Regions from separate parts of the Sus scrofa genome. Here region 2 is linked to region 1. The links are chromatin contacts, called in public Hi-C maps. All regions are on one chromosome and are shown on one strand. The core of a region is the stretch at or near the end of the contact, and the rest is flanking DNA. Distances in the headings are between cores, read along the strand shown.

Region 1 (6,408 bases), core at 1,635-4,134:
CCCCCAGGACCCTCCTTCCTGGGGCCGCCCCCCCTCGGCTCACAGGCATCAAAGCCCACCCTGGGACCCCAACCCCCCAGCCGTGCCCCGGAGGGAGGAGACCGCGGCTCCCGGGGACACACGAAGGGGCCTGCGTGAGGGCTGGGGCGTGTCGACCCGAGAAATTGCGTAACCTAAAAGCTGAGAATTGTGTGTTATTCGGGAATTTTCTGAGGACTTAAGCCTGGGAGACGGACCACTGAGGACATGCAGACGTTTCTAACAAAGACCAGGCAGTCTCAACATCAAAAGATCACTCTTTTTTATTTTATTTTTTTCCCCAAACATTACTCATAATTAAAGAAAAGCAGACACCTCAAGTTAGGGAATTTAGCGCTTTTCTAGGTATGGGAAGATGCGAGAGTCCGGGCCCCTCGAGATCGGCCCTTCGGTGTGTGTGCACCTCAGCTTCCTGCACCAGGTCCCTCCTTCCCATCCTGGTCCCTGGGGGGCGGCGGGGCGGGGGGGAGAGGCTTCGGTGGCTTGCTGGCTGCCGCATCCTTAGCTTCCCGCTATGGCAGCAGCATTTTCGTCCACAGGGGGTCCACGCCTGGCATCGGTGTCAGGGGAGGGACAGTGAGGCCGTGCCCCCCCCCCCGGCTCACCCCGCAGCTGCCCAGCTGGCTGTGGGCAGCGTCTGCCCCGGGGCACCCCAAGGGCCCGCACATCTGGACGCCGGGCAGAACCGGCGGGATCAGGGACAGGGGCTGATTTCCAGGGCAGGGCAGGGCAGGGGCTCTCCTCCCCCTGAAGAGCGGGGGCCACTGGGGCTGTGTCTCCAGAGGTGGACGGCGGACCCCGCCCCCTCCCCCAGCCGCGAGTCAGGTCCCCTGCAGGCGTCCCGAGCCGGAGCCCACGAGGACTCTGCACACACGGAGGTCCACCCATTTCAGCCCCTTCAGACGCGCCGGAGGGGCTGAAATGGGGCCAGGAAGCCCCGGGGATATGAACTGACTCACACCCTGGCCATCCTGGGACCGCCTGGAACTCGGTTTCTTCCCTCCCTGGAAACCCGGGTCTGGCAACCGATCAGCTGCGGATGCCTAGTGACTGACCCTCTGCTGGCACCAGCCCCCGTCTGTAAGGCGAGCCTGTAACTTCTCTGGAAGGTCTTGGTGGTGGGTGTTCCCCAGCCCTGCCTCTCTGCTTTCCTCAGAGCACGTGGGACTCTTGCTACTTGAATCTGTGCCTCCCTGGTTGCAAGTCCTAAATCTCCAAATAAACACTTTTCTTAATCACACGTTTCTGTTGTTGGTTTTGGGGGCTTTGTTTTCCTTTGGTTGCCCCGTGGTGTATGGCGTTCAATGCCGGATCCTTAACCCGCTGTGCGGGCTGAGGAGCGAAGCTGCGTCCCAGCATGTCAGAGATGCTGCCGGTCCCCGTGCGGCACAGCAGAAACTCCAGGGTTTTTTATTTTGTTGTGTTCTGTTTTCGTTTTTTGCTTTTTTATCGACAGGGCCAAGTGGGTTCTGTACCCAGCACGGTCCTTCTCCAGAGGAACCCCTGCCCCCCAACCCTCGTCCAGTTGCTGCCCCAGGTGAAGGGCCCAAAACAGGCCAGGCCTGAGGACTTGCCCAGCCGGACTCAGAGCAGCAGAGCCAATGGGACAGGCGGGGTGGGCTCATTCTCAGGGCCAGGCTGGGGCCCCTCCCCAGGTGGAAACACAGCACACTCGGGGCCAGGAAAGGCTTTCTTTTATTAAACTGTAGACACACATGTGTATGTGCTGCTGTGAAAGGAGGGGCTGCCTCAGGCCGCAGGCAGATGCTAGTAGCCTCTGTAATCCTTTATGAGCTGCAGAACTGCTTGGAAAATTACCAGAGAGCCAGTGGTGCAAACGATGATGAACGCAATGATCAGAAGGAGGCCCAGGACCAGAGCCCAGATGTTCAGGCACTTGGCGGTGGAGGCATAGCTCTGGGCCCCAATGATGTCTCCCACCATCTTCCGGTCCCTCGCCTGGAGGAGAAGACATGGTGAGGGGGACCTGGAGCAGGTGCAGGCCACAACCAGGCGCTGTCCTCCGGGGGGCCCCCCAGGGCCCATTCCCCCAGATGGGGACCCAGCCCTGGCCCGTCCCCTGGAGCCTGAGCAGGACAGGGCCTGCCGGGCCCCTCCCTCCCCTCCTGGGGCCTGGGTCTCCCTCCTCACAGCCTCCCAGCCTCTCCAGGAAGCCCCAGGCCTCCTCCTCCCCCCTCTGCTCTGGCCCCGTTGCTGGCTCAGCGCCCTTAAAGGACCTTTTCTCTTTTCTGGGTCTGAGTCCCAAGGGTGAAGGAAGGGTTTAACTGCTCTAATTGGGCCGGGCAGGGGCAGGTCTCGGGAGGGTGGAGACACAGCCCCCCACCCCACCCCTGAGCCCGCCATCCCCAGGGGCACCCACGCAGCCTCGCCCCAAACTCTCACTGGGAAGGAGCCCCAAGCCACACACACACACACACACACACACACACACACACACACACACACACACACGGAAGGACACACGCATCAGCTCCCCACACACCTCATGGCACATCTGGGCAGGGGGCCTCTCCAGGCTCACACACACCTTCTTGGAGTCCCCCCTCCACCACGTCCCTCCTCCACTGACGCCCACCCACCTTCACGGAGTAGGCGAAAGCCACGAAGCCCAGGCAGCACCAGTTCATGAAGAGGGTGTTGAACAGGGACCAGACGACGTGGTCGGGCACGGAGGTCTCGCTTCGGATGTTGATCACCGTGGTGGCCACGGGGGCTGAGGTCTGGGGAGCCCCCAGCACGGCCACCTCGTGCTCCTCCTTGAGCATCTCATATGTTGGGGGTCCTCCATGGGCACCAGTGAAGAAGGGCTGGGAAGCGCAGTTCATGGTGCCCAGGAGAAGCTGTGGTCTGGAGAGGGGATGTGCAGGGGTGCTCTGTTTCCCCAGTAGTTTCGATTTCTCTACAGTTTCCTTTTCCTGGCTTTTGGGGGAACTGCCAACGGGCTGGGAGGAGGAGGCGGGGCGATCCGGGGAGTGTCAGGTTACACCGGGGTGGGTGGGTGGGTGGAAGGCTGAGGGCCCAGTGGGAGCTTCCTGCCCCAGAGCGACAAGGGGCAGAAGGGTTTCCTTTGGCCTTCCAGGGTCTCGGCCGAGATGAAGGGGAGGAAAACAGATCCAAGCTGACGCTGTGGGTACCTCTGCACACGTGGGCGAGACCCAGACACCCCGAGTAACTCCCTGCAAAGGCTGAAGCCAGCTTTCTCGCCGCCTGCAGGGAGAGACGAGATGTTGGGGAGCACTGGGGGGAGGAGACCAGGAAAGGCACCCAGATAAGGCTGAGGTTTCACCCCGAGTTCAGCCCTTGCCTTCTCCACCCGTGAGGGAGTCTAGAGAAGAGGTTGCCCCTCCGTCCTGGTGCAGGAGGGACCCTCAGGACCGGAGGCTTCCCTGACACCTGGCAGGGCCTTTCGAAAGGGTCCTTCTACTGGGCTTCAGAGCTTCGCTCCCAAGTGTTCAATTTCCTAAAAGTACCAGCTGGTGACTGAAGACAAAGGCACAAACTAAAGGTTGAGGATTATGTTTCTTTGGCAGAATTTCTGAGCCCCTCAAGCCAAGGATGCAGCCTCTCAGGTGGCTCTGAGGGGCTGGTCCAAGGGGTTGGGGACATGCAGGAGCCTTTTTTTTTTTTTTTTCGCTTTTTGCTTTTTGCCTTTTCTAGGGCTGCTCCTGCGGCATATGGAGATTCCCAGGCTAGGGGTCCAATCAGAGCTGTAGCTGCCGGGCCTATGCCAGAGCCACAGCAACGCTGGATCCACGTCTGTGCCCTGCACCACAGCTCAGGGCAACGCCAGATCCTTAACCCACTGAGCAAGGCCAGGGATCGAACCTGCAACCTCACGGTTCCTAGTTGGATTCGTTAACCACTGCACCACGACGGGAACTCCAGGGACATGTAGGAGCTTTGCAGGAAAAACCAGGGAGTCGAAACCTCCAAGATGACTGTTAATTAAAGAAGACCAGACACCGCAGGGTCCTGAATCTGGCACTTTTCTGAATCTGGTGCAGGGGAGGGTGCTAGAGCCTGGGCTCGCTGAAGTCCTTCCTATGCGGTGCACCTCGGCTCTCTGGGGCCAGTGTCCTGCTCTGCCCCAGCCTGCATCCCTCAGGGACGGCTGCAGCATCTTCTGTTTGCTGATGTGGCAGGTGGGCACGGCTTAAAACCATCACTTGGGCTGACCAGTCCCGCTTCCCATCACACCGCAGCAGGCCCGTCTCAGCGGCCCGGCCTCCCCTATCGCGGGCTGTGGTTGGATGGGCGACGTGTCTTGAGTAATGACGACTTTTCTCTTATGTAATTTACGCGAGTGATGGTCTGTGGGATTTAATTTTAATGATGGCTGTGCTTAGAATCAACTCACAAAATTCCAGGAAGTGAGACCGGCCGGTTCCTGGGTTTCACCCTTCATGCCAGCCCCGCCTCCATCCCTGCCTCGCTTCCCCTGCAGGCTCCTGGTGAGCAGCCGAGGCCTTTGTCAGCATCCCCTTCGCCCCGCAGAGAGGATGGCCCGCACCCTGCCTGCAGCTCTGCCCGTGGGTACCCCACCGCCGGCCCAGGTGCTAAGCTCCCCCTGCCTCTCTGTGTCCAACCCCGCCCCTCCCCCTGAGCTGACCCCTGGAGAAGCGGGCTGGGAACCTGTCCTGCGCCATCAACTGGCCCCAGGAGTGAGCAGAGGGCCGGGCCTTGGGAAGCTGTGGTGGGTGATACGGGTCAGGACCACCTGCCCGTTGGCCCCTGGAAAGTCCATCCTCGAAGGCACTGCTGCTGGGTCTGAAACCAACAGCACTAAGGGCCTGAACCCAGCCAGAACCCAGACTGGGACTCGCACCCACGTTCTGAGTTAGAATCACTCACCCGATGTCTGGACTTGCTGAGGTTCCGGTCCTTTGTGCCTCTTCACAGAAGGAATTCTGCGAGAGACAAAGCGATGGGCAAGAAACAGATTTATTAGGATAGGACGCTCTTGAGAGATGCAAGTGGGCAGGCAAGGAGACTCTGCCCGAGGGCTAGTTTTATCTTGGGGGGGGTGAAAAGACCGCCTCGTTCTTCCTGGGGGTAGGGGTGGCTCCTCCTAGGTATCTGGTAAGGTGTGTATTCAAATCAGTCCTCAAACTCCTGCCCTGGGTCTGAATCCCAGTGCAGGCCTCGGTCCACCCCCCACCCAAGGACCTTGGGCAAGTCACTTCCTGAGGCGATTCACTTCCACTAGTCAAGCAAGCCTGCCTTGCTCTGATGGCTTTTCTGAGCAGTCATTATCCTACTGTGAGCTCCCCATCTCCCCTAAGCGTCACTCTTCAACTGTGTCCTCTCTCGGGACTTCTGCCTCTGGCTGTGCAGACTCCATCCCCTCAGTGCCTCCCTGTCTGCTCCTCTCCCAGGGTGGGACCCTGGTTTTGACTTCCGTCCAACCACCACGCACCTGCCCTCACAGCCCCCTGGAGTGGGGAGTGGGCAGTGCCTGCTGGGCGGGGAAGGGTCCCCGAGGACTTGATCAGGGCCCAGAGCCCCCGAGCCCCACGTGACCGTGAAGCCGGAAGAGGTTCTGACCTGCCCTGAGCCCACACTTCCTGAGACATCACCTTCTCCGGGACTTGCCAGCTGCTCCCCTGGGGACAGGCAGGGATGTGCCTCCACCTCCCCTACCCCCCAACTGGGGCTCTGCCCTCAAGCAGCTGTGGGATCAGGTCTGAAAACCAGTTCAGGCAGAGGCCTGGGCTCAGGAGCCGACTGGGGCTTTGCCGTAAGTCCTGGTCCTCGGCTGCTGGAGGTGAGGGCCTCCCGGGGTTGTCTGTCCTCCTATTGTGCCACGAGGGTCACACTGCCACCCTCTCTAGACCTCTCTGCTGTGCATCCTGTGGGAGACGGCAACGCTGCCCCCAACACTGAGGCCTCCCTGCAGGCAGACTGCTCCCAGCGCCCGTCCTGGGCCCGGAGGCCCTGCACCTGCTGGCCCTGCACCCACTCGCTGGGCACAGCCCTTTGGAGGGTTTTCCAGCTTCACACACTCTGTCCTGATGGAGGAGTCAGGATGGAAGGCCCCTCAAGACAGTGGACAAGGGCAGTCACCAAGGGGCTCCTGGGGATGTGGGAACGTGCGGCCCCCTCAGAGGAGACCTCAGGACACAGGAGCAGAACCAGGCCCCCAGGCTTGGGCTGTGCACGGGTGGGGGGGAGAGCGTTTGTGAGGCCAGGACCCCACCTTCCTGAGCGCGGCCCACCTGCCCCTCTCTACCTGGCCAGGGAGTGGGGCTCCAAGCAGCTTGTCGGACCCCCTCCCCATGAGCTGGCTTCCACGGCCCCACTCGCCCCATGGGCCTCGGGTCCCTCCCAGACCCAGAGAGTAGACCCACC
Region 2 (6,057 bases), core at 616-3,115, 50 kb after region 1:
TTTTTCTTCTGCTACCTTGTTTTATATCAATTTAATTATTACACAAGCCAAAAACCCTAGAAGGGAAGAAGGGGAAAGCCTTCCCACCCCAACACACACACAGCAAAACCGACTGTTTTTTCATTGTTGAAGCGTTCCCAGACCGTGAGCCCAAACCCTGCAAACCCAGGCTGGCTCATGTGTAGGGAGTCCATCCCACCTCCCAGCTGCCTCCCCGCCCATAAATCATCAGAAACAGCAGCAACAGGACAAAGCTCTGACTTTCCCAACATTTGCCACTGTTCTCTTTCCTAGTACTTGAACTTTTTTTGGATTTGAACTTGAGAACTTTAGTTCAGTTCCTTTGAGGCTTAGATTACTGTAGGAAGAATCAATGCCTGTACCGTAATTTCTCCTAGGATAGGGTTTATATTCAAATTTGGGCTATCACAGCATCACAGCCTCTTGGCGCTGGAAAGTGTAGTTTCCGCTGCACTGGATGACGCAGTTGAGGGTAAGGTGGGGTGGAAAGCAGGATGAGATGGGAACCGGGGCCCCAGTTCGTCTGAAGAACAGTCTGTTCTTGTCCATGTCAAGATGTTAAGGGGGCGAAGACCCCCAGCCCCCCGCAGAGGGTCCCCACAGGGCTGCCACCTGGAGGGAGGCAGGGCCCAGCCTGGTGGACGCTGCTTCTCAGCGGGGCAGCCTGGTGGGACCTTGGCATCAGGCCACACTGGTTAAGGAAGCAAAGGCCGGGGCCTGGGGGCTGGGCCCTGCTTATCTCTTTGGAGGTTGGGAGGGGTCTTCTGGGAGGAGCTGAAAGGCAGGAGATTTCACCCACGTGCAGGCTGACAAGTGAACCTAAAACGGTTTTAGAGGACAGAGCCCCTGGTCAGGGGGAAACAACACCCCACTGCCCACAACACATCCTCGGGTGTTCCCACAGGGGCCTGCAGACCCGAGCAGAGGAATCGAAGGCTTCTGCGCCCACATCACCTTTGCCCCAAGGGCCACCTCCTACCGCCTGCAGCCCCTCTCCTCCTCCTCCTCCTCCTCCTCACCAGATGGCCCGTGGTCTAGGGAGACAGGGCACCCAGACCGCTGCCAGCAGGCTCACCGGCTCTGAGGTTCAGGCAGGCTCCAGGGAGCTGCCTTCGCAGCCGGAGGTTGGAGGGGCTCCCCAAGGCTCAGATCTGAGGGGAAATGTTGGGGCCCCACCCGTGGCCCCTTTTCTAAGCTGGGCTCCCCGTCACAAGTTCAGCAAAGGAGATGCCCCAGTCCCCGCCGCCCCCCCTCTTCCTCTGCTGGTCTCAGAGGGGAGCACGCCCACAAACCCACCCTCGCGTCTCCTGTACTTTCACCTCTTCTCACAAACAAAGCTCTGCTGCCCTCAGGGCCCGACAGACCTTTGCGCCCGCGCCCCTCCCACTTCCCGGCCTCCCGGCCTCCGGGCCTCCCCGCTCCCCCGCCTCCCGCGAGCCGGCGCCGTCACTTCGGGGAATCGGCGGGGGTGGAAGCGGCAGCCACGCCCCCGCCCTGGGTTCCCGCGCCCCCGCCCTGGGTTCCCGCGCCCCCGCCCGGTCGTGTGCTCTCCGCCCCCACCCGGGTCCCTGAGTTCCCCATCCCCACGCCCCCGATCCCCGTCCTCAGTCCCCGCGCCCCCCACCCTGGTCCCTGTGCTCCCCGTCCCTGCGCTCCCCGTCGCCGCGCGTCCTCCAGCCCCCCACCCCGGTGCCTGTGCTCCCGGTCCCCGCGTTCCCCCAGCCCCCCCCCCAGGTCCCTGCACTCCCAGCCCCAGGAATTTGCCGCCCCCTCACAGGACACCACCTGAGCCGCTTGGATGACTCAGGCCCCCCTCAGCAGCTCGCCAGATGCAAACCCTTACCTCCCGAAAGGCTCCGACCCCCGCCCCACCGCCTCCTGGAGACAGGAGCCGGGGCGCCTCCGCAGTCCTCGCCGATCACGCGTGGGCCTGCGACGCCACCTGGTGGCCTCCAGGACAAAACGCGGCTGCAGGGACAGGGAAGGGTTGCTGGACCCAAGTAGGGGTTCTTGTCTTAGCCTGGGGCTGTTGACCCAGCGCTGATGGAGAGGGACCTGCAGAGATGTGGAAGGAATGGTGGCTGGACAAGCCCTGCTGCTGTGGGGTCAGGACCAGCGTCTGCAGGAAGAGACTGCCCAGCTCCTCCAGGGAGTCCCCCAGCTGGGCAGGACACCCTGCCCTCACAAGGAGTTCGGGACATGCTGGGAGGAAGGACCAGCCCTGCCCTCAAGGAGCTTAAAGCGCAGTAGGGAAAAGACAAAAATACAAACAAATAAGCAAGCAGGAAACATCAACCACACCGCAATTTTTAAAGTTTAAAACAAGAAAGGAGGATATGGAGTTGCTACCACGGCTCACAAGTTAAGGATCCGGCATCGCCACGAGCTGCGGCATGGTCACAGATCCCACTGGGATCGCACTGCTGTGGCTGTGGGGCAGGCCCCCAGCTGCAGCTCCGATTCCACCCCTAGCCCGGGACCCTCCACATGCTGCAGGTGCGGCCCTAAAAAGAGCAACAAATAAGTAGTAGGAGGTTACGTTCGGGATTTGGTAAGCGCCAGGAGGAACACGAAGCCCTGCGACTCACACCTTGTGATGACATGGGAGGAAGTGAGGGATCTCTAAGAAAGTGCGGCTAGTGAGAGCCAGGGATGAAAGCCTCTAAGGGAGGAGCTGCGGGGAACATTCTGGCTAGAGGAGACAGCCATACAAAGGCCCTGGGGCACAGAAAGGCAGTGTATCCCTCCAGAAAAGGGAATCCAGAGAGGAAGTGGTCAGAGGCCAGATCTGGGTGGGGGCGGGGACTCAGAGCAGCCACAGGGCAGTGGCAAGGCCTGCATGATGCTGGTCGGGTCCTGGATGAGTGGTGCATGCAGGGGCTGAGCTGCCCATGACCCAGGCAGAACTGCAGCCTCACAGAGGATGCCAGGAATAAGCCTCTCTCCACTCAACAGGTGCCGATGGGAGACAGCGAGAAGTGGGGTCATGGCATACGGCCTCACACGGCAGCACCAGATCCTGCCCCGTGTCCCAGGGGTGGTGTGATGGGCGGCATGCAGTGGGTCATGTCACCGCTGAGGGACCCAGGGCTGTGGGGCAAGCAGAAAATCCACCAAGTCCCTGCTCCAGGAGGAGGCAGTCAGTGGTGGTCCTTCTGGGTCCCCTTGACTTGGCTGGGGGTGTCAGCGATGGCTACAGAAACTACTCAGCCTCAGACAGTGGACCCCACAATCTGGCCATTCAGCAAGGACACATGGGACGCATGGGGCCTGCAGCCACCAGCCTCCCTCAACAATCCTACCCTCAGCCAAACTCAAATTGGCACAGGTCAGAGGTGCTGGCGGGCTGGGCCACCTGCTCACTGTGTCCCATGCATGTCCCATTTGTCCACCCGCAGGGTAAGGTGACCCACAGAACTGGCCTCCGCCTTGCTCCCAGGATGCTGGCTCAGGTCTTCAGGAGTCCCAGAGTGGTGCAGGCCACATCTCAGATGACCCTTAGCTTCTTTTCTGAGGGCCTGCCGGTGGCATCAACCCAAACACAGCAGGAGGCGATCCTCCCCCCTCAGCCAACACAAGCCCAAGCCATCTGCTGTCCATCGGGACCCACACAGGTGCCGACCTTGGGCAGGGCTGTCTCACCCACCTGGTAGATGGGGTTCGAACTATTGTCCCTGGGCATGGAGAGAGGAGACAGGAGACAGGACACAACCTGGGGGTCTGATGAGAGGACATAGCTGGAGATAGAGGTTAGGAAGCAATAGAGTTGACGATGGCTAGAAGGCAGCCCCATTCCCCATGGAAAAGCATCTGAGGCCCCCCCTCCCCACGTCTGAACAGGAAACCCGGGTTGAATTTGGTCTGGATCACTGGCACATGGGTTTGCTTAAGCCATGGGAGCAATATCACCAAGCATCTGCAGCCTGAGTTGCTGCACCCAGCCTAACCCAAGACTGCAGTTTCCACAGACATTAAGGGTCATGACGGGACACTGTGAACCCTGTGCCCACAGATGTGACAACTTTGATGGCATGGACAAATTCCTTGAAAGACACAGACTATGAAAACTCACACAAATAGCTCTATTTCTAGTAAAAACTGAATCAGTAATTAATACTCTTCCAAACAAGAAAGCCTCAGGCCCAGATTGTTCCACTGGTGAATTGTACCAAACACTTAAGGAGGAAATGACACCAATTATCTGCACTCTTTTCTGGAAAATAGAAACAAAGAGCACGCTTCCTCATTTTGAGGCCAAAATTAACCTAATAAAACCAAAAACAGACAAAGATACAAGAAGAAGAGAAAACCACAGACCGACATCTCTCACTATAAATGCAAAAATTCCCAACAAAATATTAGCAAATTAAATCCAACAATTAATTATGCACGCAAAATAGTTACTTACTACTAAGTGGAATTTATTCCAGGTATGAAAGGCCGACTCAATATTTTTATTTTTTATTACTCAGTGGATTTTATTCCATTTACAGGTGTCCAGTGATCATCACAACCCAATTTTACAGCATGTCCATCCCAAACCCCGGCCCATCCCCTACCCCCCAACCTGTCTCCTCTGGAAACCATATGTTTTTCCAACTCTGTGAGTCAGGAGTATCTGTTCTACAAAGAAGTCCACTGTGTCCTTTTTTTAGATTCCACATATAAGTGATAACATATGATGCTGGTGTCTCACTGTCTGACTAACTTCACTTAGCATGATAATTTCTAGGTCCCTCCATGTTGCTGCAAATGCCATTATTTCTTTCCTTTTAATGGCTGAGTAATATTCCATTGTGTATATGGACCACCTCTTCTTGATCCACTCCTCTGTCAACGGACATTTAGGTTGCTTCCATGTCTTGGCTGTTGCACATAGCGCTGCAATGAACATGGTGGTACGTGTGTCTTTGTGAGTCGTGGTTGACTTAGAAAGTCCAGAGATGCCCAGGAGTGGGGTTCCTGGATCAAATGGTCATTCTGTTTTCAGTCCATACTGTTTTCCACAGTGGCTGCACCAATTTACATTCCCACCAAGTGTCATAGGACTCCATTTTCTCCACACCCTCTCCAGCATTTATTGTTTGTAGACTTTTTGATGATGGCCTTTCTGGCCAGTGGTACCTCGGAGTGGTTTTGACGTGTGTTTCTCTAATAATGAGTGATGTTGAACATCTTTTCACGTGTTTTTTGGCCATCTGTATGTCTTCTTTGGATAATTGCCTGTTTAGACCTTCTGCCCATTTTTTGATGGGGTTGTTTGTTTTTTTGGTATTGAGCTGCAGGAGGTGTTTATAAATTTTGGAGATTAATCCCTTGGCAGTTGCTTCATTTGCAAATATTTTCTCCCATTCTGTGGATTGTCCTTTTGTTTTGTGGTTTCCTTTGCTGTGCAGAAAATTTTAAGTTTAATTAAGTCCCATTTGTTTATTTTTGTTTTTATTGTCATTACTCTAGGATGTGGATCTGAGAAGCTACTGCTGTGGTTTATGTCGGAGCATGTTTGGGCTATGTTTTTCTCTAAGAGTTTTACAGTATCCAGTCATATATTTAGGTTTTTAATCCATTTTGAGTTTATCTTTGTGTACGGTGTTAGGAAGTGTTCCAGTTTCATTCTTTTACATGTAGCTGTCCTGTTTTCCCAGCACCACTTACTGAAGGGACTGTCTTTTCCCCACTGTATATTCTTGGCTCCCTTGTCACAGATTAGTTGACTGAAGATGGATGGGTTTAATTCTGGGTGATTCAATATTTTTAAAATCAATAAATGTAATCCATCACATCTACAGGCCAAGAAAGAAACATAATATCACCTTATCAATTGTAGAAAAAGCATTGGCAAAACTAAATACCCATTCATAACTAAAATTCTCAACAAGCTGGGAACAGAGGGGAAATTCCTCAATGTGATCAACAATATTTACCAAAAAAGTACACCACTAACATCATACTTAACTGCGAGAAACCAGATGACTTCCGCTTAAGATCAGGAACAAGGCAAGGATGCCCTCTCTCGCTCCTATTCAACCCTGTACT

What was found. Hi-C and Micro-C count contacts between places; a contact is called where the count stands out from the background.
Region 2: a Hi-C map of retroperitoneal adipose tissue shows a contact between it and region 1, with 2.2 times the contacts expected there. The contact joins the enhancer-like site here to the promoter of IFITM3 in region 1. A contact is called at or near these places in 1 of 5 promoter capture datasets (liver), 11 of 47 Hi-C or Micro-C datasets (blood, epiblast stem cells, heart right ventricle and 6 more) and 2 of 2 datasets of contacts at active chromatin or transcription factors (alveolar macrophages and skeletal muscle).

Annotation. Positions count from the first base shown.
Region 1 is chr2:126,852-133,259 of Sscrofa11.1, forward strand. It overlaps IFITM3 (interferon induced transmembrane protein 3), which reads right to left and starts at 2,885. Exons shown (of 2, transcript NM_001201382.1): 1 at 2,640-2,885; 2 at 1,807-1,998. The coding sequence starts at 2,885. The coding sequence ends at 1,807.
Region 2 is chr2:177,581-183,637 of Sscrofa11.1, forward strand. It overlaps LOC102166195 (a long non-coding RNA gene), which reads right to left. Exons shown (of 4, transcript XR_002341370.1): 2 at 1,865-2,076. It overlaps LOC110259204 (a long non-coding RNA gene), which reads left to right. Exons shown (of 4, transcript XR_002341372.1): 4 at 1-1,506. It overlaps LOC110259205 (a long non-coding RNA gene), which reads right to left. Exons shown (of 3, transcript XR_002341373.1): 3 at 5,760-5,804. Among named protein-coding and RNA genes, the nearest start is that of B4GALNT4, 12 kb to the right of the region's middle. Within about 2 kb of position 1,866, at least 54 of the 83 cell types and tissues checked have an H3K27ac peak or open chromatin away from gene starts, as enhancers often do. A contact at or near this core is called in epiblast stem cells, liver, mesenteric adipose tissue and 4 more, where this site is marked.